Linked DNA regions of Mus musculus: region 2 is linked to region 1. Evidence: chromatin contacts called from public promoter capture Hi-C data. All regions are on one chromosome and are shown on one strand. The core of a region is the stretch at or near the end of the contact, and the rest is flanking DNA. Distances in the headings are between cores, read along the strand shown. Region 1 holds the start of D16Ertd472e (DNA segment, Chr 16, ERATO Doi 472, expressed). Region 2 holds the start of Mir155hg (Mir155 host gene (non-protein coding)).

Evidence for each region. Promoter capture Hi-C pulls out the DNA fragments that hold promoters and counts their contacts.
Region 2: a promoter capture Hi-C map of pre-B cells shows a contact between it and region 1. The contact joins the promoter of Mir155hg here to the promoter of D16Ertd472e in region 1. A contact is called at or near these places in 2 of 39 promoter capture datasets (cranial neural crest and pre-B cells) and 1 of 484 Hi-C or Micro-C datasets (B cells).

The regions. Positions count from the first base shown.
Region 1 is chr16:78,572,203-78,578,815 of GRCm38.p6, reverse strand. It overlaps D16Ertd472e (DNA segment, Chr 16, ERATO Doi 472, expressed), which reads left to right and starts at 2,128. Exons shown (of 5, transcript NM_001252439.1): 1 at 2,128-2,392; 2 at 2,762-2,895. The coding sequence starts at 2,769.
Region 2 is chr16:84,710,321-84,716,408 of GRCm38.p6, reverse strand. It overlaps Mir155hg (Mir155 host gene (non-protein coding)), which reads right to left and starts at 3,386. Exons shown (of 2, transcript NR_132106.1): 1 at 3,316-3,386; 2 at 1,164-2,356. It overlaps Mir155 (microRNA 155), which reads right to left and starts at 2,269; the gene lies at 2,205-2,269.

The sequences.
Region 1 (6,613 bases), core at 879-3,378:
GTGTGGGTAAAGAGCTTTCTATGTAAGTATGAGGACCAGAGTTCAGTTGCCCAGATCCAAGTGTAATGGCTACTCTTGGTTGTCAACTTGACTATACCTGGAATGAACTACAATCTAGAATTGGACAGCTTACCTGTGATCCAGATCTTGAGGCTGGAAGACACAAGCTTCTGACTTGGATCTTGGCATGGTGATCTTAAGGCATAGCGGCCATGAAAAATTTAGGCCCAGCCAAGGTAGTACTGGCCTTTAATCCCAGGAGATTAAGGCAAAGAGATCTCTTAGTTCAAAGTCATCCTGGGACAAAACAAGTCCCAGACTCAGTTGTGCCAGCACACACCTTTAATCTGGGCCACACCTTCTGCTGGAGACCTACATAAGGACTTTGGAAGAAGGAAGAATCATTCTTCTTTGCCTGCTTGCACTTACTTGCCAGCACATCTGTTGAAACCTACTTCTACAGAAGGCAAGCTGAAACAACTAGCCTTGTGGGACCGAACAAATACTAGATTCCTGGACTTCCCATTCACAGCTGACCATTGTTGGGTTAGTTGGACTACAGACTGTAAGTCATCACAATATATACATTCCATAAGTTCTGTCACTCTAGAGAACCCTGACTAACACACCAGGAGAAAACAAACAAACTTAACACATTTACTGCAACATGGGAGCTGGAGACAGGGAGATCATGAGAAGCCCACTGGCCCACTAGCCTACACTACACACCTATGAACAGCAATGAGGCCCTTTCTCAAACAAGATTTAAAAAAAAAAAATGAGGACAGACATCTGAAGTTGTCCTCTGAGCTCCACACACATGCCAGGATATGATCATGCACACATCATACACACCACATATACAAACATACACATACAAATATAAACTTTGTAAAAATCACTTTAATTAAATAAATGAGTAGAATCCAAAATGCAAGATATTTAACACACCCCAAATTTTAATATGCATAGGGGGCAGGGACCTATAAAATATTCATTATTATTATTAATGGGGGGGCGTGTCCTGGTGACTGTGGGACACTCTTGGAGGACAGCTTTGTGGAGTTAGTACTTCCGTTCCACTGGGAATGGAGCTCAGGTTGCCAGGTTTGCCATAGCAAACACTCCCCCTCCCCCATCCCACCTCATGCCACCCCCGCTGAGGCACCTCAGGTCCATGGATCTGGGGGTCTTTTTCAGAGCAAGGTATTGATTTCTGGATTCTGCATTTGTAAAAACGCCACATGGGGTCTTTGAGTCATCCACCACACTTCGGTAGCATGGGCACAGATGACTTTTTTGAGTCCTTGATTAGTGGCTTTACCTCCGCAGCCTTGAGTTCAAGCTCCAGTTTTTGTTTCTAAGAAACTGCGATAAAGGGTTAGTCACCACTAAACTGCAAGAGCCGAGTTTCCTGTTTCTCTTCTGTGGACTGTTGAGAAAGACTAGCATAGCAAACGTAACTGAAAGTATTGCGTAGACTTGTGGCCTAGGCAAGGCTTAAGGAGTCAAGCAGATGATGAAAGTACATTTACATACTAAAAAAAAAAAAAGTTTAGGAAAGGGGTAGACTTAAAAACAAGAGGCGGAGCCTCGGGAATGTTTTCCGTGGATGTGCATGGGAGGTACCACATCGTGATACATAATTCGAAGAAAAGATGCTCTGCTTCTAGAATTATACCTAAATCGGGATATCTGAATTATCAACTTTTATCTCATTCAGAAAGTCAACCAACATGAAACAGGAGTTCAAGGATAATACTTGGTTCAGGCTCCTGGTTTTGAAGCAATACACTCCCCACGCGTGTGTGCCTTTCTCCTCCTCCACCCCTCAGGCTTAGCCGTGGGCCCATTCCTGCAATCCGCAAGTGGCTGGAGTTTTCAGGGGCTGCAGGGAGGCGGGCCGGACGGGTCCATGTGCGCCACGCGGAGGGGAGCGAGATGCTCTCCGCGGAGGCGCAAGAGGATGCGCACGGGGGCGCGGGGCGGCGCGGGGCGGGCGGAGGGCGGCTACACTCCCTGCGCTAGGGTGGCCACGTGGGGCCCTGGGGCTGTGGGCTGGCCCGGCCGCTCTCCCCGTGGGCGGCTCGGGGTGGCGCAGGCGGCCCGGGCGGGGCGGAGCGCGCTGCTGTCTGCGCTGCGGCGCCGGCGGAAACAATAGTGCGGATCGGATCGTGGCGCGCGGACGGTGGCCCGCGGAGCCGGACGGTAGAGGTCCTTCTCTGAGCCGCTCTGGTGCTCAGGACCAGTGCCGGGACGGACGGACAGACGAGACGGATCCCACGCCGTGCCGGACGCCCACGATCCTCGAGTGGCGTCCCCGGGACCCTCCGGTCCGTGGCTGAAGAGTCTCCGACGTGAGCCGATCCTTCCCGGGTGTCCCAGTCCCCACGTGCGTCTTGCCGCGGCGGAGCCGGGGAGCCGGGTAACCGAGTTAGCGGGACGCCTCCAGACGCTCACCCAGAAGTTGGCAAAGCCGCGTCCCAGCGGCTCCTTCTGGCCACAGCGACCGACCCGAAGTTGGTTGACAGGCCGGGTGTCTGCCGGCGCGACCCGGGAGGCGGGTGTCTCCTGTGGGCAGCCCTTTTGCTTTTTCGCAGTAAAACTGTGATACTGTAACTCCAGGTATGGCGATGCTTGCCTGACAGGGCTGTTGCAAACGCCTCCTTTTTCGGTTTTTGGGGGGGTTTTTGGTCGGTTACTGCAGGCCATAAGCAAGTTTTTGCCGTTGTGTAACTTGCTCCTTTCTCTTTCCTCATAGGGGCACTATGAACGAAGAGGAGCAGTTTGTAAGCATTGACTTGAATGATGACAACATTTGCAGTGTTTGTAAACTGGGAACAGACAAAGACACGCTCTCCTTCTGCCACATTTGCTTCGAGCTAAATCTCGAGGGTAAGGATTCTGCGGTTTTAACTGCGTGCCGCGTACTACTTTGTGCAACTTAGGCTGAGATGTTTGGAGGTAACACTGCAACTGCTTGAAAGCCTAGAGATTGTCCTAAGTGAAGATCTGCTAAGGGTTTCTGGAAATGAAGCCAGAGTTAACAATAGTTATGAGTCGAGGGAAATGTTTGTCTTTATAACAGAATGTTAAGCTCCTTTTAACTAATATGAAATGAAGTGCAGGTATTGTCTGATAAACATTTAAGAATCAACATGACCGTACACGTGGGCAGATATAATTTTACTCCTTTCTGCCAAACTTAGTCTCTATTTTTCCCATCATGTGGTGAATTTTAACTAACTTTTATTTTTTTAAGTTGTTTATATCAGATTTTAAATAACTTCCTTTAATATTAATAATCTTTTTAAAAAAGGACTTTTCAATTCTTTCGATGCCAGTACCATTGTGAGAATGTGTAAAAGAAATGCTTGAGAAATTAAACCTTTTGCTGAAGGTTGTGTTGGGTACACAGATAACTGGGTCCTAGATGTTTCCAGGAAACATGGGCTGTGAGCTTTCTATTTGCACTGTCACAGTGAAACCCCAAGTCTTTTGGGGTATCTATGAGTCACACTGAAGAAGAATCTTAAAATTTCCCCCAAAATAAAAATTTGTGTATAACTTGAATTTTGAGGTTCTAATGTGTCTGTCAGTAGAGAAAGATCTTACTAGATACTAAATATTTTGAAATACCTAGATGCTTAAGGGCTTGGTTTCAAAACAACATTTCATTTTGTCTTTAAAGACTTTCATGATTTTTTTTTTGTCTTATTAAGAGGGACAATGTATCCTTATTGCTAAGCACACTCCTGTACTGAGATCATAGACTTTGCCATTCCTGTTAGGACTTGTTACTCAGAAGTGTTGTAGCTTCCAAATGGTGTCTGTCTTGGCGCATCATGGAGTTTCTGTGGGCTAAGTAGTATGCTTGTTACTCTGGCTTTAGTAAATTGTAGTGATTACACCTAGTTTTAAAAGCGTGACTTAGAAATGACGATTTTTTTTTATGTGTGTGTGGAGTTTATATTTATGTTCTCTGTGCCCCAGTGAGAGGGCACACTTCTGCTCTTTGGAAACAGTTTTTTTTCCTGTGTGTTCTCACACCTCCTGGAAGTTTACATTTTAGAAGGGCAGAGACATCAGACAGGATCAACTTGCAATCTCTGTGTTGTCTGGAAGAAACTGAGGCCTGGTGGGTGGGTGGGCTGCTCCAGGTTGCTGGAGTGGCGTCAGCAAGCTGTTCTTCTGTGCCAGGCAAATGTTTGCTGGGAGCACATCTGTGCCAAGCCTGGCCCTAAGCGTCTTACTGGATTATCTTCATTCAAAATAGCTCTGGGATGCCTGCTATGATTACTTGTTTGAATGTGATGGAATGGAACATGAGAGACCTAAGGAGTGCAGTTTGAAGGCACATCGCTAGTAATTGGTAGTCCCAGGCTTCGAAGCCCGGCCATCTAGTTCTTGTGGCTGTGACCTCAGTCCCACTCATCTACTGTCAATAGGTAGTGAACTGTGGGATAGATGCTGGAAATCCTTCCTCCCGAATCCTAATTGGTTTTTGATTCAGCCAGCTTTCCCTAATTGGTGCTTCCTGATACGTAAATCATCATGCCATATAACACTTTACTGCAGAGACCTCAGTTTTCATAATTGCTTTCCTGGCCCTTCTGAAGCTGCCTTTTAACTAACTGTGAGCATTGTAGCTCTTGATGTGTAAACATGACCCCGGTGCTATGTTTTTTGAAATAATACTTGTCTATTAGTCTAAAAGACAAAAAAAAAAAAACGGTTCTCAATCCGGATTAGAACTGTTTTATCCTCTGTGTTAAAGGTGAAGTTCAAAAACCGCCTCGGTTTGTCTTGATTGTCAGTTCCTTGTGCTCACAAATGGATTTCCATTGTTACTGCGCTGATGAGCTATTTGTTATGCACATTAGTTTAATATTGTCCTACTGCTGTGGGAAGATCAAGAAAGATTTCCACCAAAGTCAGTTTTTATAGCAGTACCCACCCAAGTCGTGTTTTTAAAAAAAATCAGTGGAGGGCTGGCAAGATGGCAGGATGCAGGGAAAGACACTCGATGCCCAGCTTCAGGAGCTGAGTTTAATTCCTGGATCTCACAGGGTGGAAGGGAAGAGCCAGGTCCCTCAAGTCACCCTCTGACCTCCGTGTGTGAGTTGTGGCACTCACCACACACACCACACACACACCACACACACCACACACACACACAACACACAACACACACCACACACACACATTTCACACGTTTTTAAAACCAGTGGGAAAAGGTGAAGACGGGGTATATTCTTCACCTTTGTCAGTGACTTGAGTTATTGTAGTCTCCTTTCTATAACTGGGATGTAAGAGGGACCTTTGAAGGGGACATTTACAGGTTTAGTATAGTTTTGTCTGGATTGTGGTGATGTTGCTGTTAACTAAGAGACTTTACATTTTCCTCTCAAACATTTTTTTTTTTCTGCAAAGAGCCCACGTGAAATGCAGTGTCTGGAGGACCACCACAGCTGGGCTAGGTTTTAGTTCACACATTTGAAATAAAACGCCATTATATACACTTCAGAGTGTTTACATGAAACAGCACTAGCCTCCTAATAATGAGCCTCTTGTTGAAGAGCCATGTGCTCGTGTGTACTTCTGCAACAAAGACAAAGGATGAAAGGGGATTGGCCTCACACAGGCTGCTCTTACTGGAGGGACTCTGTATTCTAGGCATGGCTCTGAGTTGTCTTTTTGCTGTGGTTTCACACTATTTAGAAGGAGGGTGGGTAGTGACTAACTTTCATGTTCCCAAAGCGTGGTCCTGTTCTTCAAAAACCTAAAAATGTCTTTCAAGGGACATTAGCTGCTCCCAGGGGTAACTTTCGAGCCCATAACTCACCTTCAGGATAATCTATGCACTTGGGAGCTAAGGAGATGGGCGCACAAGCAGAGGGCTAGGCTCGGATCTAGTCATAAGGCACTCCAAGATTTGGCATAGTGTTAGTGATCAAGTACACGGAGAGGCATCTAGTTTGTTGCAGTAGCTTCTCTAACCTACGTAATAACCAAATTGCTTCTAGTCCCTAAACAGAAGCCAGGTCTTAGGGGCCTGCAATGAAAAAACCGTAATGTACAGAAGGCAGTAACAGTCCAGGGAGTGGATCCCCGAAGGCAGGAGCTACTCTGCTTCCCAGATAAGTAACGTAAGCTTTCTTACAGTGATAGATACAACTGTAGATAACTAAACCAGTTTGGTTTCCATCTAAGCTGGCTTTGCTAGCTGACAAGCAAGCATGTGTCTGGCTTCTCTGCGTAGTCTTTCGTCTGTTCTCCCTAATCTCTTGTTCTTTCATGAAAACTGAAGTAAATTAGGTTCCTGAATCTTTCTAGCAGGAAAAAAAAAAATCTGTATTTTCTCCGAGTAAATCATAAATGAGCCCAGTGTCTGCCTTAACTATTCATCCATCCTGGGTTTCTTACCATAACTTTGTTCATCACTGGTTGGTATGACATCCTTGCTTCCACCTGAAAGCCAGAAGTGGTTGTTTAGTGTTGAAAGTCTTCTGTTCTTCCTCCATGCCCTGCTGTAAATGCCAGCGCCTTTCTGCTCAAGCAGACAGATCCACTGCTTGAGGCCAGGAAGCAACAAACTTCATCTGACCACAGC
Region 2 (6,088 bases), core at 2,137-4,636, 6.1 Mb before region 1:
TAATCCATCTGTGATGCCAAGAGGTCAGCTAGTAGAGTTGGGCATCCGGGAAGACCCAGCCTGCTGGCCACGTCTGGGTTGTGTGGGTGGTTAGGGTGGGATGATAGCTGAGGAGGTGGCGTGTTCCAGGGACGCCTGCTGCGTCGATTTAGATTATGGACTTATACATGTTTCAAGGTTTGTATGTATTCATCACTTAAATGCTGGTAGAAAGTGTGTTCCCTCTTGTGGTATTTCATCTAAGCCTTAATAAAATTACATCACAGAGATACACACACTGATGGAGAAACAGACATGGAGCAAGTGATTTGCCTAAGCATGCAGTAGGTGTTACAGTGCTTTATGATTTCAGAGCTTTTGATTGGAACTGCTGGAGGGTAATGTAGAGAACGCAGCGGGTTCCTAGCTTTCTGTGACTTTGTGGTTGTAGGCAGCAAAAAGGATTTTGAAGAATTGAGACTCGGTACAAGGACTCCTGAAGCTCCATCCAAGGGTTGAGAGGAGGAATTTATGTCGGCAGCGTACTCGGCAGAAGGCAGTGGGGCAGTGGGGGTGGCGTGCCCTGTCTGTGTCATGGCAGGCAGGGGCATTCCTCTCACTGTCCTTGTGACTTATTCCATTGTTGTCTTTTTTGTGTGTCTTCTGAAATCACAGTCTGTACTTTGCAAAAGAAAGGGTCATCACAAACAAAAAGTATTCTAAGCCAACTAAAGACTCAAAGACATTTATTTGGCTATAGGGAAGACAATGACAAGATATTCAGGAGAACTATCAGAACAGGTATAAATTAGGGCTGGTGAGATGGCTCAGTGGGTAAGAGCACCCGACTGCTCTTCCGAAGGTCCAGAGTTCAAATCCCAGCAACCACATGGTGGCTCACAACCATCCGTAACAAGATCTGACTCCCTCTTCTGGTGTGTCTGAAGACAGCTACAGTGTACTTACATATATACATAAATATATATATACATATATATACATAAATAAAAAGTCTTTAAAAAAAAAAAAAAAGAACAGGTATAAATTAAATATAACAAGTCCAGCTGTCTATGTGTTCGTCAGTGATATCACTGTGGAGAAAAATTGCATAGGAATTCAAACATTAAACTTCTGTATATCAAATTATTACCTATGTCAGGCAACGGGGTGAGTTTTGGATTGGCTTTAAGACATCACTGTGGGATTTTATTACCTTACAAAGAGTTGTTCATCTCCAGTGAGCTGCACACCAACCTTGTAAAGTTTCATCCGCATTCATGAAGAAATGCGTAGGAAACGTGGGTCTCCTTACTACACAGCTTTACTGTGCAGCTAAAGCAGTAAGCTTGAACCCAGATTTGGGTTTCATTTCAAATGTGAATATTTGAAATTAAATATTAATTAAATTAAATATTTATACCGTGTGAGGAATATATAGGTAGCCCTCAGGAATGATTTGTCATGTCACTTTTTAATACTTCATCTTATTTTCTTAATTTTTTGATAAGGCATTTTTCTGTGTAGCTAAGGCTGTCCTGGAGCTCACTCTGTAGACCAGGTTGGCCTTCGACTCAGCCATCTGCCTGTCTCTGCCTCCCGAGTGCTGGGATTAAAGGAGTAAACTACCAACAGCTGGCTCATAGATTTTAAAAAAATCATTCAGTGTTGACTCAGTTTTTCCTTACCTAGCCCTAAACTCTAACACTAACCCTAAATTTTTCCTTACACTAAAACACAAGAGTTACAAATTTTAAATCAAAGTTGACTAATACATTGTAATGTGGAAAAAATGCCAATTCCAAGTCTTACAAGAGGTATTCCAGACAATCCTAGATGTCAGTCGAGAATGGCCGTCCTGAATTTTAACTACAGAAATATAGAAATGTCCTTTTTAGTGCATTCATTTTGTATTCTGGTTGAATCATTGAAGATGGTTATGAACATAATTTTGAAATAAAAATGATACAAGTTTCACTTTCCATTCAAGATAAAAAATAAACATGTGGGCTTGAAGTTGAGATGTTGTTTAGGATACTGCTGATCTATCTTTTAAATGACATTTATCGTAACACTTACAGTGGACTATCCTAGTAACCAGGTTATGACTAGCACATTAAATGATAGAGTCTGACATCTACGTTCATCCAGCAGGGTGACTCTTGGACTTGTCATCCTCCCACGGTGGCCATTTGTTCCATGTGAGTGCTAGTAACAGGCCTTGTGTCCTGTTAATGCTAACAGGTAGGAGTCAGTCAGAGGCCAAAACCCCTATCACAATTAGCATTAACAGCATACAGCCTTCAGCAAGCCTCCAGCAGCCAGAGGATAAGGGATATGCAACTTAAACCACACACTTCCCCTTCCTGGTTTGCAGCACCTGCAAAGAGAAAAAGAAATAGTTGTGTGTACGCACACAGTTAGTTATAAAGTAGAGTGAACGATTATGAATCTGAAGGCAAGGTAGACTTCAGCTTTGAAAGAAAAGAGCTCTGAAATGCTTCTAAGTAAATTTTGGAAAATTTTTGTAAGGTTTGCAATTTAAAAACTAATTATAAAATCAAACTTTAAATTCTGTGGAAATATTTGAATACATGTATCATTTTTAACACAGCCACGGTTCATAGTTCTACAATGCTGAAGTTCAAAGGACACAACTTCAGTTCTGGGTAATATTCTGACGTACATCCCACAGGTCACTAGGCAATTCAAGAAATCTCAGATATTTAGGATGGTACTTTATGATTTTTGAAAGTTAAAACTCAATGGATGAACCCATTTTGATTCTATAAATAGTAGTTGCGATTTTCACCTTATTCGTTTTTCTTTTTCTTCAAGATAGGGGGTACAGCCAGGGCAGGTCTGCCCTGAAAGGTATCTGAAAATGCTCCTGTTGTCCTCCAGTGATTCCTTTGGGGACTCACAAACCGGTGGCTTCAGTTTGACCCATGTAAAGGAAGTGCGCCTTAAAGAGCTCTGACTCAAGGGACTTGTCTCCAGCAGAGTGGTTTAGAAAAAGAAAAAAGATGAATTTGCTGTTTCCTGTTAGAGTTGGATTTTACTCTCTCAGATAAAGTGACATTTCTCCCACAAGTTTCTGGTTTCAGTGTTACTGTACGCGAACCTAGAAGTTCAAGCATCACTCAAGTCTGTGGTTCCCTTTAGGACCAGAGGGGAACCACCTTTTCTTTTCTTTAATAATGAAACCAGCTAGATGTAGAAATGTGATTAAGTTCAAAAGAAATGCATCAAGTTAAAAATTCCCCAGTGAATATATTTTGACAGGGCAGAATATCGTGGCTTGGAAATTTCCAAACCAAGGAAATATATCATACTTACTGATAGTATTTCTTTTTTAAACTTTGCTGTTTTCTCAGATGAGCTGGTTTCATGAGGAAAGTCTGTGAATTACACAGTTTCAATCTTGGATTTTATTTCAGCCAAAAGAAAGACTGTAATAATACCTTTTCTCTTCATAGTGCATTGAACTCAGTAAGTCCTCAGTAAATCTATTAAGATTCTAGTGTTCTACTTCATGCCATATTATTGACCCATTAGGGAGAATATATGCAACTGTGCATGTGTGCATGAGTGCCTACATAACCCCATTCCAATTTAAGTAAATAACTTATCTATAAGTTCTGTTTCTATCCTTTAAAGATACCATCTGAATAAAGGTATTACCAAGAATATATTTAGTATAGGTAGCCAAGGTTGCCCTATATAACCTAGGCTGGCCTTGAACTCATGACCTTACACTTCAGTCTCCCAAATTCTGGAATTATAGCCATATACCACCACATCTGGCTATATATATATAGCCATATATACATATATATGTATAGCCATATATACATATATATGTATATTACATATATACATACATGTGTGCACACATACACACCTATCTATCTATCTATCTATCTATCTATCTATCTATCTATCTATCTATCTATCTATCATCTATCTACATGAAAAGCCTAGGTTTGATTCCCAAGTACCACATACATGGACACTGGTGCAGCCTTTGATCTCAGGACTTGAGAGATGGACTTAGGAGGATCATGAGCTCAGGGCTGTTCCCAATTACTTATCACCTCTGGGGTCAGCTTGGGCTATATTGGACCCCGTCTCAATAAATAATAAAATATAATGTTAGGAATTGCTATTGCAATCAACTCTTTTGACCTTAGGTAAAAATCTCGACCAACCTTAAGCACTATATTTAGTTCAGACAAATCGTAAGTCCAGGTCCCATTCACTATGTGGCATATCACCATTTCTCTGTGGTATAGCCTAAACCTAAGGACATTCCAGGAGAATATAATTAGACTTTTCTTCAGGATAATATTTTGAGGTATAAGGGAGGCATAGAATGTCACAATCTGTCTAGTCTTGCTGATTTGCCAGGGAAAATGTTATCAGCTAAGGTACTCAGAGAAGAATATGTCCTATACTGGATCTTTTTATTTTTAGTAATTTTTTTGTGGTAACACACACACACACATGTATCTCACACATATAACACACACACACAGACACACACATACAGAGTAGGGTAGATGAACTTTTGGAGCTGTAAGAAAGGGCATCATATTCATACTCATCTTCAACTTTCATCATATACATATACACACATATATCTACATACATACATACATACATACATACATACATACACACATATACATACATACATACATACATACATACATACATACATACATACATACACACACATATACATACATACAAACAAACTTTGCCACTGTAACCAGTTTTAAGTTTCTGATTGAGTTATCAAAGACATCTGCATTCATTCCCACCTTTTCTCTCAAATGACTCCATTTGTTTTATGAGGGTCTCACTTTATGTTAAAATCATGAGTTGTAGGCCAAGTGTGGTGGCACACACCCTTAATCTTAGCACTCAAAAAGCAGAGGCAGTAAGGTTTCTGGGAGTTCCAGGCTACTCTGGTTTATATAGGGAGAGACTGTATTTCAAACAAACATACGTACAAGCAAACAAGCAAGAAAATCATGAATTAGATCCTCCTACAATTATATATATATGTATATACATGTGTATATATCTATGTGCTTATTTTTTTGTCTGGCTTATTCTTAGCACCAACCATTCGAGAGTTATCAAAGAAACTGCATGATGAAATATTTTCTTTATAGGAAGCCAGTGGTTGTATTTTTCACCAATACCATGTGGGACAGCCCTAGCTATTCACTTTGACATATACAAATTTTTGGAAACTGTTCCTTTGAGGTTCTGAAGTGAATGAATATCCACTTCTTTGGAAAAGCATGATTGTGTATTGATAGAGTAACACAAATTCTAGTTTTAAAGCCACTAGGTGAAAAGAAGGTCATATTTTGGACAATTAAAATGGTTTAATTCAGATGAGTTTATCTAATTTATCATCTAACAATCTATGTATCTATGTGTCTATGTGTCTGTCTATCTATCTATCTATCTATCTATCTATCTATCTATCTATCTATCTGTATCTATGTATCTATCTATGTATCTATGTATCTATCTATGTATCTATGTATCTATGTATCTATGTATCTATGTATCTATGTATCTATCTATCTATGTATCTATCTATGTATCTATCTATCTATCTATCTATCTATCTATCTATCTATCTATCTATCTATCTCTATCATCTATTAACTTGAAAAACATACTAATAGAGATAGAATTCATAGTTGAATCCTATGTGGATTACTAAAATCAATTGCATATCATTGCATTTACAAATCATCTGGATTTCCCACCAGAATTTACCCTGAACCTGCGTTTCTAAAGCTATGTTCTGGACTAGACCAGGGAAGTAGGGAGCGAAGGTTAAAGCAGCCGAGTAAAACATGAAGACACGGGGAAGCTCTGCACGAGTCATAGTTAACAAGGCTTTGGTTGCCTTTTGACCTAAGATGAAAGTTGAAGATGACTGTGAACACCATGCCCTTTCTTATAGCTCCTAAAGTTCTTCATCTGCTCTAGCCTGGCTTCTGTTCTCAGTCCGGAGTCTCTGACCATCAGAACCAATTCCTCCAGGGTGAGACAGGCTTCAGGGTGGAAGTTCCTACAGTGC